2 separate regions of the Capra hircus genome follow, and region 2 is linked to region 1. Evidence: chromatin contacts called from public Hi-C data. All regions are on one chromosome and are shown on one strand. Each heading gives the region's core, a stretch centred on a gene start, on an enhancer-like site or on the middle of the called end of the contact. The rest is flanking DNA. Distances are from core to core; before and after follow the strand shown.

Region 1 (6,949 bases), core at 1,509-4,008:
TGTCCCGCGGGGGCGCGCAGGACCGCAGAGTCAGCTCTCGAGGGGGCAGGCAGGCTCCTAGAGCCGCACCGATCGGAGGGCGTAGGCCAAATCCAGCCGAGGACAGCTCCCCAGGGCCGCCAGCTGCCAGGTTTAGGGTTCCACGGGGAGCTGTCCCTGGGGACCCCGCCTTCTGGGGAAGGTCTGGCATCACTGGGACCCGCGGGCTAGCGCCCGGGTTGCGGCTGCCCAGCGTGGCCGGCAGGCGACGCCCGAGCTCCATCCGGCCTGCGGTCCACAGGTGGCTGGGGTGGGGGGACTGGGGGCGGGGTCCGGGGAGAGTGGAAACGCCCCTGGGCCGCGCGGCGCGGGGTTCGAGAGCACGCTTGCGTCCTGAGCGCAGCTTGCAGGCAGTTTCGCTCTTGCTAGTGGGCCCTAGCTCGACGTCATCCGAATGTGATTGTGTTTTCCGACCGGTGGGTACTCACCATGCAGCGCACTTGCTTGGGCCCCCGGCGGTGCTTGCACTTTGACACTTCCCCTGTTCCCCCCTGACCTCTTGGGCTGTGCCCAGAGTGTCCCCTACCGGGAGAGCTTTCCCAGGCGGGCTTCCCGGCACACTTCCCAATCCAGGTGCTCCTCCAGGCAGGACTAGCCTTATCCACGTGTGGCCCTCCCCTCTGGCACCTAGTAGGTCTTAAAGCCTGGTACCAAATGAATTCATAAAGTTGTGAATCAGTTTGAGCTGAGTCTCTAGGACCTCCCAGGAATCCTCCTGCTTTTGTTGACAGAGACTAAGAGTGTGTCCAGGGGTGGTCCAGAGCAAAGTTCAGGGGCCCTGGCCTGGGCTAACCATTCAATTCAATTCAGTTCAGTCGCTCAGTCGTGTCTGACTCATTGCAACCCCATGGACTGCAGCACGCCAGGCTTCCCTGTCCATCACCAACTCCCGGAGCTTACTCAAACTCATGTCCCTCGAGTCGGTGATGCCATCCCACCATTCAATTACCTGATCCCAAATCCTACATAAGTGCGGTCAGGTTCCCATGGAATAGGGTGGGTACTTTACAGAGGGACTGGGTGAGGGGCATGTAGAGGGGCAGGGGCCCTGCACCTCTTTAATGAGGTATTGTGGGTGAGGGACAAGGGGCAGGCCTGGCTTACGGGCGACCATAAGCCTCGTGGGGACTGTATGTGTACACCTGCCTCCTGCCCTGGAACTTTAGGCATCACTTGGAGCTATTTTCCATGGAGCACTGTTTTTATTTATTTATTTATTTGGCCTCAAAGTGCAGCATGTGGGATCTTAGTTCCCTGACCAGGGATCAAACCCACCCACCTTGCTTTAGAAGTGTGGAGTCTTAACCGCTGCACCACCAGGGAAGTCCCAGGAGCTGTTTTCCGGAAGTGGGTGTGCCACAACCTCATGCCACATAGGGAGGGACGCGAGCAGGGAGGACACAGAGCCCTGCCTATGTGCCCTCTTGCCTGCTATTTGGGCGTCGCAGGCTTTGGTCTCAAATAACGCCCCAGTCTGTTCAGTGTTCTGAGGGCTCACACAGGAACCCTGCAGGGTTTTAGCCCAAGAGGGTGATGACTGAGGGGGAAGGAGAGAGGGGATGTGGTCTGGTCCTCTTTGGCTTTCCTCTGCCAACCAGGCTGATGTGGGTTGCATTGTGATTCCCCCCTTCTCAGAGACAAGCTCAAGTCCTAAGCTCTAACAACTCAGAATGTGACCTTATTTGGAAGTAGGGTCATTGCGGGTATAATTATTTAAGATGAGGTCTTAGAGGAGAGGTTATTGTTTGGTTGCTAAGTCGTGTCTGATTCTTTGCAACCCTGTGGACTGCAGCATGCCAGGCTTCCTTATCTTTCACTATCACCCGGAGTTTGCTCAAACTCATGTCCATTGAGCTGGTGATGCCATCCAGTTATCTCATCCTCTGTCATCCCCTTCTCCTCCTGCCCTCAATCCCTCCTAGCATCAGGGTCTTTTCTGATGATTCAGCTCTTTGCATCAGGTGGCCAAAGTATTGGAGCTTCAGCTTCAGCATCAGTCCTTCCAATGAATATTCAGGGTTGACTTCCTTTAGGATGGATTGGTTTGCTCTCCTTGTAGTCCAAGGGACTCTCAAGAGTCTTCTCCAACACCGCAGTTCAAAAGCATCAATTCTTCAGTGCTCAGCCTTCTTTATGGTCCAACTCTCATATCCATACATGACTACTGGAAGAACCATAGCTTTGACTAAATGGACCTTTGTAGGCAAAGTCATGTCCCTGTTTTTTAATACACTGTCCAGGGAGGAGGAGGTGGGACCTCAATCCGACGTGAATGGTATCCTTTTAAGAAGAGGACGCAGGGAGAAAATGGCTATGTGGAGACAGATGTAGAGCTGGGAGCGTTGCAGCTACGAGTGAAGGAATGCCAAGAGCTTCCAGGAGCTGCCAGAGGCTGGGAGAGGCGAGGAGGGGCCTTCCCTTGAGCCTTCAGAGGGAGTGTGGCCCTGCCTATGCCTTGATTTCTGGCCTCCAGCTGTGGTTTGTGTCGGCTTCCGCAAGACCGTCTTTGTCCTGTGGCAGGTTTGGGATGGAGAAAGTTGCCCATTGGTGTGGATGCTCTAGAAATGGTGGAGAAATACAAGCGCTGTGTGGCTGCATCTCCACTGTGGGCAGGTTGGTAGCAGTGGGGCATGAAGCCCACTAACATGGCAGAGAGGCCCGGCTGGACTCCTCTGGGCTGTGTCTGTCTGGCCTGCCAGGTCTGGGGCCTGTGGGTGGTGTTGTGTGCGCAGTATGTCACATGCTGTCCTCTGGGACACTGCAGCATCAGGTGGGGTGTTCAAGGGCAGCCTCCAGGGAGGCAGAAGTGAGAGGGGGTCAGGGATGTTCAGAGCTGGGAGGTGCCAGGGTGGCAAGTGTTGCCCCAAAGGGAGGCTGCACAGCCCACTCAGAGATGGGGAGTGTCTTTAGACAGGAGGGGTGGCGGAGAGAGCGGACGGAGGATGCAGCCTCTGGGGAGTCCAGCCTTCCTGACGGCCTCTCTAGTGTTGTGTACACGCTGGGGCAGCCTGCATCTCCCCGAGTGCTCACACCGGGCACACGTCACCCCACCCACTCCTAGCACCTTACCACAGACACACACACATACACCTCACATGACACACACAGAGAGACACGTCACGCCCCATCAGAGACACCTCACACCCAGACACGCACATGCCTCATATGATGGACACACACACCTCACGTGACACACACACACAGACACGTCATGCCCCATCAGAGACACCTCACACCCAGACATGTGCACGCCTCATATGACAGACAGACACACCTACAGACACACATACACACACACACACACAGAGACACGTCACACCCCATCAGAGACACCTCACACCCAGACACGCACACACCTCATATGACAGACACACACACCTACAGACACACACACACACAGACACACACACAGAGACATGTCACACCCCATCAGAGACACCTCACACCCAGACATGTGCACACCTCATATGATGGACACACACACCTACAGACACACACACACACAGAGACACACACACAGAGACACGTCACACCCCATCAGAGACGACCTCACACCCAGACACGCACACAACTCATATGACAGACACACACACCTCACGTGACACACACACACAGACACACACACAGAGACACGTCACACCCCATCAGAGACACCTCACACCCAGACATGTGCACGCCTCATATGACAGACACACACACCTCACGTGACACACACATCTCACATGACACACACACACAGACACGTCATGCCCCATCAGAGACACCTCACACCCAGACATGCACGCACCTCATATGACGGACACACACACCTCACGTGACACACACACACAGACACACACACAGAGACACGTCACGCCCAGACATGCACACACCTCATATGACAGACACACACACATACACCTCACATGACAGACACACAGACACGTCATACCCCATCAGAAACACCTCACACCCAGACATGCACATGCTTCATATGACAGACACACACACCTCATGTACACACACACAGAGACACGTCACACCCCATCAGAGACGACCTCACACCCAGACATGCACACAACTCATATGACAGACACACACACCTCACGTGACACACACACACAGACACACACACAGAGACACGTCACACCCCATCAGAGACACCTCACACCCAGACATGTGCACGCCTCATATGACAGACACACACACCTCACGTGACACACACATCTCACATGACACACACACACAGACACGTCATGCCCCATCAGAGACACCTCACACCCAGACATGTGCACGCCTCATATGACAGACACACACACCTACAGACACACACACACACAGACACACACACAGAGACATGTCACACCCCATCAGAGACACCTCACACCCAGACATGCACACACCTCATATGACAGACACACACACCTACAGACACACACACACACAGACACACACACAGAGACACGTCACACCCCATCAGAGACACCTCACACCCAGACATGCACGCACCTCATATGACGGACACACACACCTCACGTGACACACACACACAGACACACACACAGAGACACGTCACGCCCAGACATGCACACACCTCATATGACAGACACACACACATACACCTCACATGACAGACACACAGACACGTCATACCCCATCAGAAACACCTCACACCCAGACATGCACATGCTTCATATGACAGACACACACACCTCATGTACACACACACAGAGACACGTCACACCCCATCAGAGACACCTCACACCCAGACACGCACACACCTCATATGACAGACACACACACCTCATGTGACACACACACAGAGACATGTCACACCCAGGCACACACATACCTCACACCCCATCACAGACAGCAGACAGCTCACACCACAGACACACAATGGCTCACACCACAAATACACATCTTACATCATGCACACACCTCACACACACACCTCAAATCATATACACCACCCAGGCCACAGAAACACACACTGCTCACATCATGCACACCTCAAGTCAAGTCACATAAGCACCTCAAATCATTCCGCATGCACCGCTTTTATCAGTGAGCATGGGTACCCTTCATATCAGACCATAGCCACACAATGCCTCACCCCCTCTGCAAACACACACATCTCACATCCCTCAAACACGTGTCACCACTTCACGGTCACAGACCGGACTCAACACCACTTCCCAACATGCACGCTACATCACTGCACAGACACCCTCCTCACTGACCCCCACATCTCACACCTTCCCTAGAGGTAGAGATAACCCTCTGAATGCAGTGTCTCTCAATGACCCCAGCCCCTCTCATCACCCCCAAGTCCAGAAGGCACACACCCCACACTTCACCCCTAACCGATCTCCCTGACCTCCTCTGGTACACAAGTCACCCTGACACAACCTCCCAGTACGGAAGTGATGCTGCTGCGTGAAGCCTCATGGTTGTTCAGAGGAGGGCATTCAGGAGATGGGGGAGTGAGCGGAGGGGGCGGCAAGAAACCCGCAGAGCTGGGAGAACACCTACATTAGAGTCTGAGGTGCCTGACCGCCGGTCCCCACGTGCGCGTGGGTGAGCTTGGGATCCATGACTACAGGTAAACTGGAGATTTTTATGTGCATTACCTGCGCGTTTGGAAACCACTTGACTGAACGCACCAGAACTTGGCCTGCAGAGGACGGATTCCAACTTATTGGAAAGCAGTAGATGAGCCACTGATGGTGCTAGGTGCTGGGGACCAGGGATGAGGCTTTAGAAAGATGAACGTTACAGTTGTGTTCAGGCAAGACTGGAGAGTTTAGGGGACACTGAGACAAGACATAGCCAGGAGAACCTGACTGAGGGGGAGGGAGCCGGCTGGGGAGACTGCTGTGTGAACCCTGTGGGTGTTCACACCCCAGTAAACTCATCCACAGGACTATGCCACCAGTTTGGTGCAGATGATGACGGAGAAGTTGGCAAAGACCTTGCTTTGAGAGCCATCTACCTAGGACCTGGGCAGGTCCCACTTCCAGAAGCAATGAGCTCAGAGGTTCTAGAGGGGGCCTGGGGGCAGATCCCAGTGGTCTCCCCACCCACCTCTGTCTCCTGTATTTATTGTTATTATTACTAACTTTTTTTTTGGCCATGCAGCAAGTGGGATCTTATTTCTCCAACCGGGGATTGAACTGATGTCTCCCGTAGTGGAAGCACAGAATCCAACCACTGGACCACCAGGGAATTCCCCACCTCTGTCTCCTTTAAAGTGAAGGTCAAGGATTCCTCCTCTCTCCTGCTGCCCAGGCTCCACTCAGCCTAATGAGCTGGGTCAACAGGACACCCACCCACCCCCACCAGCTACCAGGAATTCTGACCACAGCCAGGGCTGGCCACAGGACATTTGCACATGGCCAGCTCATTGGAAAAGATTTTGATGCTGGGAAAGATTGAGGGCAAGAGGAGAAGGGAGCAACAGAGGATGAGACGGTCAGATGGTATCACTGACTCAATGGACATGAGTTTGAGCAAACTCAGGGAGATGGTGAAGAATAGGGAGGATGGCGTGTTGCAGTCCATGGGGTCACAAAGAGTCAGACATGATTTAACGACTTAACAACAACGAGCTGTCAGCAGTGTTTCAAGTTAATGTGCAAACGACAGGTGGACAAGCAAGTGTCCGGCAGCCCAGCTCTCTGGGGGCCCCCAGACCACTGATATTGGGAGGAGACCCCCGTGTCCTCCAGCCCCTGTGTCAGAGGACATGGGAGACTTCACCTGCTGGGCAGAGATCCAGCTGGTCTGAGCAGAGGGTTGGAAGGAGACCCGTCTCTGGGAAGGAAACGAGTGGAAAGTCCCTTGCCTCTGGCGCTAGCCAGAGGAGTGGGGAGGGGGCTTGTGGAGGAAACCAGTGTTTTCCCAAAGGAGTGGGGAGGGGGCTTGTGGA
Region 2 (6,949 bases), core at 2,939-5,438, 57 kb after region 1:
CGATATTCACACAGAAGTCAGGAGTTTTGCGTAGGTAGCTCAGTCCCCTGGGATTGTGTCTGTGAAATGTCTGTGTGTGTTTCTGTGTATGAAGCTGCTGCTTTTCTCATGAAGCTTCATCATGTTAGGTGAGACCCAACGTGACACCTACTGAAGTTGTTCTGGACCTCAAGATGGGTGTCCTAATAACAACCATTTATTGAATTTTCTAATACACCTGATAAATAAATAAAGATATTACATTATGTTATCTAACATTTTCACTCAAAAAAAAAGCAAACCCTCAGCAAGCCAGGTATTATTATCCCTGTTTTATAGATAAGAAAAATAAGGCTCACAGATGTCTTTCAGAATCAAATCAAGGTCTGGTCTGATTCCAAGTCTGGGGTTTCTTTCCACCATACAGCAATATCTTTTCTCTGGCAGGTTTCTAGGACTATCCTACATAAAATTTAGTAGCTCTGTCAAAACATTAAATAATACTTCACCCTCTGAAAAGGTGACCTCTGGGGAGGAGGATGGGGGCAGTATGTAGGAAAAACGTTGGGGGTGGTTTCTGGGAAGCTGGTAAGGTTCTTCTTCTTTTTTTTTTTTTAATTTGTTTTTTGGCTGCATCGCGTGACATGTGAAATCTTAGTTCCCTGCCCAGGGACTGAACGCGTGCCCCTGAAATGGAAGTGCAGATTCCTTTTTCTTACAATTTATTTGCTTATTTTTGATGGTGCTGTCTTTGCTGCTGGGTGGCTTCTCTCTTGCTGCCGTGAGTGGGGCTGCTCTCTGGCTGCGGTGTTCAGGCTTCTCACTGGGTTGGCTTCTCCAGCTGCGGTGTTCACAGGCTCTATGGTGCAGGCGCTAAACTCTCTGTGGCATGTGGGCTCGGCAGTTGTGGCTGGAGGGCTCTACAGCACAGGCTTAGTTACTCCACGGCGTGTGGGATTTTCCTGGATCAGGGATGGAATCCTTGTCTCCTGCCCTGGGAGGCAGGTTCCCTACTCCTGAGCCACCAGGGAAACCAGGAAGTGCAGATTCTTAACCACTGGATCTCCAAGGAAGTCCCAGTAATGTTCTGTCTTCATTTTGGTAGTGGTTGCACAGAAGTGCTCACTTTGTGCTAACCCATCAGGGTATAGACATATGGTTTGAGCTTTTCTTGTATGTGTAATTCTTCAATAAAATGTTTATTTAAAAAGAATCCTCCCTAGCAATTAATGTTGGGAGGGAGCCCTCCCTCCTACAGTCAATTTGTTATAACGAACCAACAGGAATTCCTTGGACTCTGTTACACAGTAAAGTTTAAAATGATACAAATATGTTGATACCCTGTCTCTTTACAAAAAGTTTTCTAAGTGGATCACAATAAGAAGTCGTGTACAATAATAAAATAATACTAGGAGGAGGTGACCAGTATTATAAGAAAAGGAAAATTGCAACCCACATATGTTACCCTGTTTGGTATCACAGAAGGTTTAAGGCCAGCTTCTACCCTCAAGGTGCTCACAACCAAGTTGAAGATATTGAGCATTTACTGGTGGTAAGTGGACACCTGTCTTCAAATGTATTGGAACTTGTAGGAATAGGCTCCCTTCCAATTTGGTAATCAATAAACCCAAAGGAAGTGAACGTTCTCATGGGCTATAGCCTAGATTTCCTGTGTGGGTAATTGAGGTGGGAAAGACCATACATGATCAATAATTTTGAAACTTGGACCACCAAGTCTTAAAGCTTTTTAAATGGATATTTATATCTTTATAGGATGGATTGGAGAGACCCATATATCTAGTCACTAGGATGCTTTTGTAATTGATTTGCAATTAAATTCCCTTTTGTTTGCATGCATTTTTGACTGAGGCTAGATTCACCACCTCTAAGAACACAGACCTTATTCTAGTTTATTTCAAACAGTGGTGGTTTTTAAACTTCCTAACTGGGGAAGTTATGCATTTTTCTTCTTCTCTATACCTTAGAGGTTCAGGGGCCTAAAGGGAGAAGTCACTGGACTCATCAAATCTATAGACCCTCTTCTCTTCATAGTTGGCTTTCTACAATTTGTATCAGAAATAGCCAGTGTGGCACCTGGCAGTATCTGAAAGCTTAATGTGCATATTTATTTTCTAGAGATCATGTTAAAACACATATTTAGATTCAGCAGGTCTGGGGTGGAGCCTGAGATGTCACATTTCTAACAAGCTCTAAGGTAACGTCAATGCTGCAGGTCCGTGGACTTCACTTATAGAGAGAAAAGAATATTAGACTTAATATAATTCCTGGCTTTTAGCATGTTGCCATTCACTACCTTGTTTACTTGGGCAAGTCACTTTACCACTCCAGGTTTGAGTTTCCTCAAATATCAACTGGGAGGCATGCATGGATGCTAGTAGGCTTCAGTCGTGTTTAACTCTGTGTAACCCTAAGGACTGTAGCCCACCAGGCTCCTGTCCATGGGATTCTCCAGGCAAGAATGCTGGAGTGGGTTGCCATGCCCTCCTCCAGGGGATCTTCCTGACCCAGGGATCAAACCCACATCTCCTATGTTTCCTGCATTGGCAGGTGGGTTCTCTACCACTAACACAACCTGGGAAGGCCAACAACTGTATAGTAGAGAACAAAAGTGGATGAGATTACTTCAAAGCTTACATTCATGGAATTTTCAGAGTGATACCTTGATTAAAAAAAATCTCCATGTATAGGACTGTGTGCTGCCTTTCAGGGACTAAAAGATAAACCAGTGTTAACAAAGCAGGAAATAAAAGGGCTGAACGAAGAAGGCAGAGAAAGAGATGAGGAGCAATGGTGACTTCTTATGGCAAAATATATATTCTGCTTATTCACAGTGATTTAAACAAATATTTATTTATTTGGCTGCGTCGGGTCTTAGTTGTGGATACAGGAAACTTTAGTTACAGCTTGTGGGATCTAGTTCCCTGACCAGGGATCGAACCCAGGCCCCCTGCATTGGAAGTGTAGAGTATTAGCCACTGGACCACCAGGAAAGTCCTGACTGATGGGTTTGAATTGAAAAGTGTTGCCTGGAGGGAGGCTGCTACTTTTCCCCAACAATCCACTTCAAGAGGATGTTATTGATAATTTACATTACTGATAATTTAGTTATGTTACTGATAACTTAGTTATATAAAAATCTTGAATGAGAGAAGCAACGGGTGAGTGTGAGCTATGAAATAAGCACTTTCAGGAAGCTATGAGTGAGTCCTGGCTGGAGGGCAGGTTTCCGGAGGTGCAAGGGAGTCTGGTTTGAAAACAACAGTTTATTTTTGCTGCAGACCACTTCGATGTTTAATTTCAGCCAAGTTGGCCAGGAATTCGGGTATTTGACCACAACCACCAGACTTAATGGGACTGGAGCTTGGGAGGCAAGGGTGGAAGAACAATGTACCCTTCCACAAGGGTTATGGAATGCAAAGGTTCTTGAGGGTCACAGGGCTGAGAGTCAGGAGAGAGGATGTGAGAAAGGGATCCAAGTGATTTAAATGAATGAATGAAGCCCCTGACGATCTGAACCTCTGGCGGCGGCCCCTCCCCCGTGTACCCGCATCTGTTTTAAGTAACAAACAACATCAGGCAGAAAGGATCCCCCAGGCTCACAGAAACGGTCTAGTTTCCCTCTAAGTTCCAAAGCCAAGAGAAGAGAGAGAACTGGTGACGGAGCCCTCCCCCAGGATTGAGATGGGAGCCGGGGGTGGGGGTGGTGGTGGGGGTGACCCGAGGAGATCCTTACCTTATGCAGGACGTGCTCATGGAAGTCAGGGCCGGCTCCCCCTTGGTAGGAGTCGAGTCTCTGCAGGTCCATTCCCGGCTTGGAGCCCGCTGTTCCCCGCTCTCCCAGCGCTCTGCGTCAGCTCCGTCCGGTCTCCTACGGGTGCAGCAGGCTCGGGTCTAAGCCCGGCCGGCCTGCCGCATCCGTTTCAGCACTGGACAGCTCCCGCAGCCGCTGCGGCGCGGTACCCTAAGAGCAGGCGGCCTCTCCCTTCTGCGACCGCAGTGTTTCAGCACCAGGAACAGCGATACCGTCCCTGCGCGCCCAGGGCCAGAGTTCTGAGATCCCGTCCCCTGTCTCGCGACTCCAGGCTGTTGGGAGGGATGGAAGATTTCAGTCTAGCCTGCAGTCCGTGCGAATCTCATTCAGCTACCGGATCCTGGGATCTCAGCGTTCCGGCTGCGTTCTCAGGGCATTGTGGTCCCGGGAGCTCACCATTCCTGATTTTTAGTGACCGAACATCCCCGTCACAGCACGCAGCTCAGCTCTCCTCCTGCGGTTGCAGAGGCGAAGCCCAGCGGCGCTGGAGCCACTTCTCTTTGATCTCTAGACAGTTCCCTACAAGATGTATGAGGTCTACAGTTGAGGGCCCAGAGGGGTCCCTGAAGTTTCTGAAATAATTTGCACAATTCTGCTTACCTGCATTTCCCTACAGAGAGGGTCCAGAGCTTAAATTACACTCTCTAGGATGTGTATGTCCCCCTCCCCCAAACTTAAGAACACTTGGCTTGGGAAAGGCAGAAGGGCTATTTGATTTGGGCTCCAGAATTCAAATCATAACTCTGAAAAATGATGGCTTCCCTGGGGGCTCAGCTGGTAAAGAACCTGTCTGCAATGAGGGAGACCTGGGTTCGATCCCTGGGTTGGGAAGATCCCCCGGAGAAGGGAAAGGCTCCCCACTCCAGTATTCATTCAGGCCTGGAGAATTCCATGGACTGTATAGTCCATGGGGTAGAAAAGAGTCGAACATGGCTGACCGACTTAAGAACAATTGGCTTGGGTGAGGCAGAAGGGTTGTTTGATTAAGGGTACGGGCTCCAGAGTTCAAATCACAACTCTGAAAATGATAAGCTGTGTAACCTCGGCAAGTTACTTAACTTCCCCTAAGCCTCCATGAAGTGGAAATAATAATAGTACCTACGTCATGGTGTTGTTCTGAGGTTTTAATAAGTTTATTCACATAAAGAGCCTAGAATGGTGCCTGACACGTATTAGGAACTCAAAAAATGTTAGCTATTGTGCCTTCTGGACAAGGGAATGAGAACTCTGTCTACTTCTCCTAAACACTGGGAAAGTCCTGCTGCTGGGACCAGCAATTTGCAGGCTTTTGTTACCACCTGAAAAAGTGAACTTGAAGTTGACCCCTATGGGAACAGGGAGCTGAGAAGTGATCTCAGGGGTCATCCTCATATGATGACTTGGGCATTCAGCAAGCAACTACCTCATTAGACACAAATTCTATCACCACCAGCTTCTAGAGACAATACAATATGGAAGGAAAGGGCCAGGCCTAAGATTAAAAGGGTGCATTTTACTTCTAGGTTTCAATTTCTTTTTTGGCTAGGTGGCTTTAACCAAACCATGCAAGTCTTCTGGGATAGCTTATGTTTTCTCATCTGTAAAATAGGTTGAACAATTTGTGCCTATCTCATTGGGCTTTTGTGAGGAGTGAATGAGACAACTATGTGAAAAATATTTCTTTCTTTTTAAACTGTAAAACCAACCAAAGAAACAGAAATTTGATTTCCAACCTATTTTTCTGGGCTTCATGCCTTCTGGACCTTTTTGTAACATTTTAAATCAACATAATAATTTTTGAAAACACCTTGTTCTCACAGAAATTACATTTTGGATTGGTATGTTTTTAATATTTGGAGCTGCTCAAGTGTCATTGGCAAGAAACTTTGTTACCTGAAAACTGGGTTTACCTCTTGGGGGAGTGTCTAACCAAAGACGCAACCAAGCCAAAGGGTGAGAGAAGGAAGGATTAATTACTTGCAGTAAGTAAGGAGAACACCAGGGGTCTTTCCCAAAGCAGTTTCTCCCCAAACAGCAAAATTGGGAAAATTTTAAGCTAAGGGTGCCTGGGCTTCCCAGATGGCTCAGTGGTAAAGAATCTGCTTGCTGATGCGGGAGACATAGGAGATGTGAGTTGGATTCCTGGGTTGGGTTCTATCTCTGGATTGGGAAACTCCCCTGAAAGAGGAAATGGCAACCCACTCCAGTATTCTTGTCTGGAAAATCCCATGGACAGAGGAGCCTGGCAGGCTACAATCCATGGGGTCATAGAAGAGCCAGACATGACTTAGCAACTGAGTACAGCACAGCACCGGAGAAGGCGATGGCACCCCACTCCAGTACTCTTGCCTGGAAAATTCAATGACAGAGGAGCCTGGTAGGCTGCGGTCCATGGGGTCGCGAAGAGTTGGACACGACTGAGTGACTTCCCTTTCACTTTTCACTTTCATGCATTGGAGAAGGAAATGGCAACCCACTCCAGTGTTCTTGCCTGGAGAATCCCAGGGACGGGGGAGCCTGGTGGGCTGCCATCTATGGGGTCACACAGAGTTGGACATGACTGAAGTGACTTAGCAGCAGCAACAGCACAGCACAGCAAGGGTACATATTTATTCATGAAGGGGCTTGAGTAGAGGAGAATGCAGTGTAGAGTTGGGGCGTAGACAGGGTCCAGGCTCTAGCTGACTGAAGACAGAATGGTCAGCAAAGATCAGCATCATTATTCCTTAGGTTCCTGTTGGTCTGGTGGTTGATTGCTTTAGGGGGTTTGGATCTTGCAAAATAGCTCAAGAATGTGCTTTAGGCTAACCTTACCTTCAAAACAGAACTGGCGGGTCTTCGTAACTGATAGTGTCTCTGATATGGTTAAGTTATCTCCCTGGGCTGGTAATAGCTAATGTTTCTTACATTCTTTTTTCCCCTTGAAATCACTAACTACTAATGAGACTCATTCTGCAAGGGTACTGTGGCCAGCCTTAGATCACAAGCTGGCTTAGGCTTAGAAGGCCTTCTTTTTTATTTTGTAAAAAATTAATTTATTTATTTTAATTAGAGGCTAATTACTTTACAGTGTTGCGGTGGTTTTGCCATACACTGACATGAATCAGCCACGGGTGTACACGTGTCCCCCATCCTGAACCCCCTCCCCCCTCCCTCCCC

Evidence for each region. Hi-C and Micro-C count contacts between places; a contact is called where the count stands out from the background.
Region 2: a contact with region 1 is called in a Hi-C map of blood, with 2.0 times the contacts expected there. The contact joins the promoter of RAB37 here to the enhancer-like site in region 1. A contact is called at or near these places in 2 of 5 Hi-C or Micro-C datasets (both in blood).

The regions. Positions count from the first base shown.
Region 1 is chr19:55,873,288-55,880,236 of ARS1.2, forward strand. All of the region lies in intron 2 of RAB37 (ras-related protein Rab-37), which reads right to left. Among named protein-coding and RNA genes, the nearest start is that of SLC9A3R1, 13 kb to the left of the region's middle. Within about 2 kb of position 2,759, at least 1 of the 5 cell types and tissues checked has an H3K27ac peak or open chromatin away from gene starts, as enhancers often do.
Region 2 is chr19:55,928,405-55,935,353 of ARS1.2, forward strand. It overlaps RAB37 (ras-related protein Rab-37), which reads right to left and starts at 4,189. Exons shown (of 9, transcript XM_018063868.1): 1 at 3,734-4,189. The coding sequence starts at 3,805.